Linked DNA regions of Muntiacus reevesi: region 1 is linked to region 2. Evidence: chromatin contacts called from public Hi-C data. All regions are on one chromosome and are shown on one strand. The core of a region is the stretch at or near the end of the contact, and the rest is flanking DNA. Distances in the headings are between cores, read along the strand shown. Region 1 holds the start of COX7A1 (cytochrome c oxidase subunit 7A1). Region 2 holds the start of SDHAF1 (succinate dehydrogenase complex assembly factor 1).

The links. Hi-C and Micro-C count contacts between places; a contact is called where the count stands out from the background.
Region 1: a Hi-C map of muscle shows a contact between it and region 2, with 10 times the contacts expected there. The contact joins the promoter of COX7A1 here to the promoter of SDHAF1 in region 2. A contact is called at or near these places in 2 of 3 Hi-C or Micro-C datasets (blood and muscle).

The regions. Positions count from the first base shown.
Region 1 is chr2:258,764,473-258,767,267 of mMunRee1.1, forward strand. COX7A1 (cytochrome c oxidase subunit 7A1) reads right to left here and starts at 1,401. Exons shown (of 4, transcript XM_065925981.1): 1 at 1,296-1,401; 2 at 552-638; 3 at 334-418. The coding sequence starts at 1,310.
Region 2 is chr2:258,618,160-258,620,859 of mMunRee1.1, forward strand. It overlaps SDHAF1 (succinate dehydrogenase complex assembly factor 1), which reads left to right and starts at 1,314. Exons shown (of 1, transcript XM_065925984.1): 1 at 1,314-2,410. The coding sequence starts at 1,411. The coding sequence ends at 1,767.

The DNA.
Region 1 (2,795 bases), core at 151-2,650, 150 kb after region 2:
CCTGAGCCCCATCTTGCTTCTGAGCCCATGCTGCAGGCTCGAGCCCCTTCCCAAACTGCCCTTCAGCTGGGGAAATGCTGGACCTCGGTACAGACCAGGCTTCAGGCTTTCTCCCCTGATGCATCACTAGCCCAGCCACCTTCCTGGGACAGGAGCCCAAGCCCTGGAGTGCTCCCTCCGTATTTGTCAGCCCAGGCTCCCATGCGGTCCCACACCAGCTCAGAATCCAATTCTCTGGCGAAACCCTAGCGCCAGAACCCTCCCCTTCCCCTCTCCATCTCGAACCCGGCCGCCTCCTCCCGTAGTTCAGGCCGAGCCTGGCCTTGCACTCACCCCCCAGACACAGAGTCATCGTCACTCGATACAGGATGTTGTCTGTTGCACCGCCCTTCAAGTGCACCGGGAGGCCATTGTCTTCCTAGAAGTTGGGGGCACACGATGAGAAAGGCGCTGTCAGCACCGCAGACCTAAGCTCCTGCCTCCCCCAGCTTCTCCTCGGGACCAAGCGGGCGGCCCAGGCTCCTCCCCCGCCCCACCCTTGCCCCGCCCACCTGGAAGAGTTTCTGTTTCTCAGCTACTCGGTTCTCCAGGCGGTTCCGGGCGGTTGAGCTAAAGGAGCGGACCAGTGCCTGGGAGACCTGTGCAGAGGGGATGGGTGGACATTGGGGGAGTCTGGAGGGGCGTCCCGGAAGAGGTCCCGTTGGGGGGAGGGTGTCGGACTTTCCGAGGCTCTGACTTGGGGACACTCCTGTCCCATGGGAGCGTAAAGCAAGATGCGAACTGACAGCGCAAGTGCGGGAGGGTGTCCTGGCAGGAAAGGCCTAGATAAACGGGACTCGTGCCTAGAGGGTCTGGCTTGAAGGTTATCGGACCCAAAGGAAGTCTCGGTTTTTTGTTTTTTTTTGGTTTTTTTTTTTTTTTTTGGTTCCCTAGGTTAATGGGAGGAGCTCAGGCCGCAGGAAGGGCAGGACTGGATCGGGGTGCTTAAGGAATTTCCCGGCAGCCTAAGAAGTTAGGGAGAGGGGAAGGAATGCTAAGGGAACCCTGGATGAAGGGAAGAAGTTCAAACTCGGGACTTTCGGTCAAGTTAACGTGTCCCCGGGTGTCTCAAAAGCTTTTGGGCTGGGAGCTGGGGAGAGGGGCCCCAGGCTTATTAGAAGGGAGTCCCGAGCCCTGAAGGGGGCTCACGTTCCAAGTCCCCAGATCCCGGCATTGGGGGAGAGTCTCATATAGGGGTGAGAGTTTCTGAGAGTTTCCGAGTTGGGGGCCGCAACCCGACCCCTGGGGGCCCTCACCCGCAGGGCCCTCATCCTGTGTCCTCCTCTTCGGCCGGAGTCACCTCCCCTCTCTGCCCAAGGACAGACGGCGCCCTCCCCTCTGGGGGAGTCCCAGGCCACGCCCCCCGCGCGCCCTAGGACACCGTGGTCTCGGAGGACGCCTTCCGATTCGTCCAATAGGTGGGCGGGGAAGACGCTGCAACCCCATCCCCGCATCTCAGCGCCGAATGGTTGGAGCACCCATCTGTTACTCATCTCAGAATTCTGTTGGTCCACGCGGAGAGGAAAGCGGTCCCAGAGAATACATTTTTGGGTTGTTTCTGTGGAGGTATCCGGCTAGGGCCAGTGCAGTTCCTCCATTGGGTCCCTCGGATCTCTCCCTATCCGATTGATGTTGAGAGCAACTGAAGGAAGGTAAGACACCATCTTTCATTATGCCATTTTCCTCCCACGTTGTAACAGATTGCTGTGGCTTTGGCTAAATGACAGTGTTCATTTTGGGGTTCAGGGACTACGTTGTATGGAAAGTATCTCATCCAGATGAGATACGAGACCCAAGGAAGTAGATTACGCCCATATCTTATACAGGAGGGAGCATACGCTGCTTATTTATTAAGTGGAATGAAGGGAAGGATAATTTCCTTGTTTACGTAATTATTTTTCATTATCTTTGTTTATTGTGAACCCATGTAGCTGACTGCTTAAGTTAAACATGCGCACAAAACGACGACGCTGCATAGCAACTGTCTTTGCTTTTTCATCTTACCCCCAACACCACACTCGGTTCTTCACCCTGGAAAGCAGTGTAGTTGCTCTGTCTGTTGACTTTAGACTCCACTGCATCCCCAGCACCTGACAAATGGGGGGATTTGATAAATATTTGGCAAAGGATATACAATGTAAGCCAAATGTTCTCTAACTTGGTCATTCCCACCTACTTAACCAAGTAGGGCTTCAGTGCTTCTCCTAGATTCTACTCATTTAGATATTTCTGGTCATCCAGGAAGTGGCCACACATGTGCTCATTCCCCCAGCTGTCCCCTGTTATCTGCAGCTGTGTATTCAGTATACTGCAGATCAGTATTCAGGGAAGAAAACAAATTGCTCTGGGTTGGGATACCAGGAAGCTTGGAAAGCCTGAAGGAGTGCTCTCTAAGCAGGACTGCAAACTGATGTATGGGGCCCTGTGCAAAATGAAAATGTGGGACCCCTCGTTCAAACAGCAACAGCAGGAAAGAAAAAAACCGCTGTTAAAAATACCAAGATACTGGGACTTGCCTGGTGGTCTAGCAGTTGGGGTTCTGTGCTCCCAATTCAGGGGCCAGGTTTGGTCCCTGGTCAAGGAACTAGATCCCACATGTTGCAACTAAGACCTGGCACAACCAAATAAATAAATATTTTAAAAAATACTAAGATATAAAGCATTTTTCTTTCTTCCATGATTGTTCTTGATCTGTTATGGTGTTTTTATTTTTATTTTTTTTAGTTTTACCACTTTATTGCTACCAACCCATCTCC
Region 2 (2,700 bases), core at 64-2,563:
GTCATGTATGGATGTGAGAGTTGGACTATAAAGAAAGCTGAGCGCCAAAGAATTGAACCGTGGTGATGGAGAAGAATCTTGAGAGTCCCTTGGACTGCAAGGAAGTCAAACCAATCAATCCTAAAGAAATCGGTCCTGAATATTCATTGGAAGGACTGATGCTGAAGCTGAAACTCCAATACTTTGACCTGATGCGAAGAGCTGACTCATTAGAAAAGACCCTGATGCTGGGAAAGATTGAAGGCAGGAGGAGACGGTGGGGGTGGGGGGGGGGGGACAGAGAATGAGATGGTTGGATGGCATCATCTACTCGATGGACAGGAGTTTGAGCAAGCTCCAGGAGTTGGTGATGGACAGGGAAGCCTGGTCTGCTGCAGTCCATGGGGTGGCAAAGAGTCGGAGACGATTGAGCAACTGAATTGAACTGAACTGATCGACTCCCAAACTTAGGCCCTCTTCCCAGCCCCTGACCTGCCCAGCCTCTTGCGGAAGAATGCATGCCCAGATGTGCGAGCGCGTGGTCGCACTCTAGGCGGAGGGATCCCGGGTTATCGTTTCCCGGTCCCCCACACTCCGGATGCTGGTAGGGTGCTGAGCAGGTCGTGGCCTTGCGGGCCTCCCAGCGCTACGGGGACGCCTCCGGATAGCCTGCGGGAACTATAACGGAATTGCAGCTGACTACCTGATACTTCCTGAGGTCTGCGAAGTGCCAGCACAGTCGAAGAGTTCCATGTGGGCTGGACTCGGCTTCATCAGCTAGGGAGGCCCCTCCCTCTCCTACCCGCAGATCCGACTCTCAACGGCAGAGAGCGCTGCCGGCCCAAACAGGCTGCGTTTGGGGGCTTATAGCCCACGGCATATTCTCAGCACCGAGAGACTGGTTCTGCCGGCTGTGACCCAACACTTTACCGCGTATTCCCGTCCCCAAGGGTTGGGACCCTCGATGTACACTTGCTCTGGGAGTGGGGACGCACGGAGCTTCCCAGGGTTGCTTTAATAAATGAGGATAAACCCACGTGTGTGCCCGTCTTCCCTCTCCCAGTGCCCCCAGCGCCCTGGGGAACACAAGGACCCTAACCTCTAGCTCTCTCCACTCGCAGGATCTAGGAGTCAGGTCAGGATTCCCTGGTCTCTTCCGACCCCAAACCTAAGAGTCTCAGCGTCTAGCGTCCTCCTCCTCCAGGCCCTCAAGCGTCCTCTCAAGGACACTGATGTCCAGTGGGCCGGGCCAGTGAACCATTAGCTCCGCCCCTTACTCATAACCCTGTGACGTAGCAGCAGCGACAACCTATGAGGCGCGACGGCGCCGCAAAGCTGGGAGCGGGAGGCGGAAGTGCCTGTGGCGGTGTTTCACCGCTTCTCCCAGCTGTGCTGGCGCGCGGTTCCGTGCCCCGCGGCCCAGCTACTACCATGAGCCGGCACAGCCGGTTGCAGAGGCAAGTTCTGAGCCTGTACCGCGAGCTGTTGCGCGCCGGGCGCGGGAAGCCGGGCGCCGAGGCACGGGTGCGGGCCGAGTTCCGGCAGCACGCTTGCCTGCCACGCTCCGACGTACTGCGCATCGAGTACCTGTACCGCCGCGGTCGGCGCCAGCTCCAGATGCTACGCTCGGGCCACGCCACGGCCATGGGTGCTTTCGTGCGTACGCGGGGCCCGACCGAGGAGTCCACTGGCGCGGGGGCCCCAGGGACCCTGTCTGATGAAGGTGACGACCCGAGGAGACCGCTAGACAGCGTGAGGACACAAAAGACCCCGCTGGATGGACGGTGACCGGCTGAAGGGCTCGGCAAATGGCTCAGGGGGACTGGAGGACCGGGGGGCCCCCGGATGGAAACTGAGAGGTCTTGAGAAGCTAGATGGACAGATTGAGGGAGAGGAAGAGCCCTCCTGGGACGTGGGGTGCGATGGCGAGAAATGCCCGGCTTTACTTGCTGTATGGTACCGGGTCAAACTTTACCAGTGAGGCGTGGGGCGGACTGTCAAACTGAGAGCTACTTACCCTAAGGCCTGGGGAGCCAAGACACCCCGCTGTTGGACAGAAAGAGACTGACACGCTCTTGTCTAGAACCCTGAGAAATACCACTGCTGGCTCCTCAGAGACTCCCCTCTCCTGTATTTAACTCTGAGAAGAGCAGACTTTTTCGTTGAGGAGTTTGGGATGATGCCCTGATGGACGGTGAGAAGCCTGGAAACCCCCTCAGAAAAATCTTTCCTCCATTGAGACCAATTGGGATTGGTGAGGAAGGGGATAAGGGGTCTCTCACCCCCGCTAATCAGTTAAAGACCCCCTCAAGACCTCTACGTGATGGTTCTGAGGGGGAAACTTCCCTCCTCCCCGATTCCTGCCCCTTTCCCTGCTCAGGACTGTTGGACAAAAAGGCAATAAAATGGGGTGTGCTTACTTCCCTGTTGGTGGTGGTAAAGATTTGATGTGTTTGGGGATTTTGAGGGTTATCAAGAAGTGACCCTCTGGCAAGGGACGGGTGTGGGGAACCCTCTAGAATGGCAGATTGGTTGGAGCAGCATAGTTCTTTCTCCTGGGCAAATCCATGGAGGGAACCCACCCTGGTTTGACCCCCAAGGAAGCCCCTGTTGACCCCTTAATGGAAGGTAGTGAGGCAGAAGAAGAATGGTGGAGCTGAGGGGGCCTGGCTGGTAACCCTTGCGGTAGTAGTGGGACCCTCAAACCTCTGGCTAAGGAGA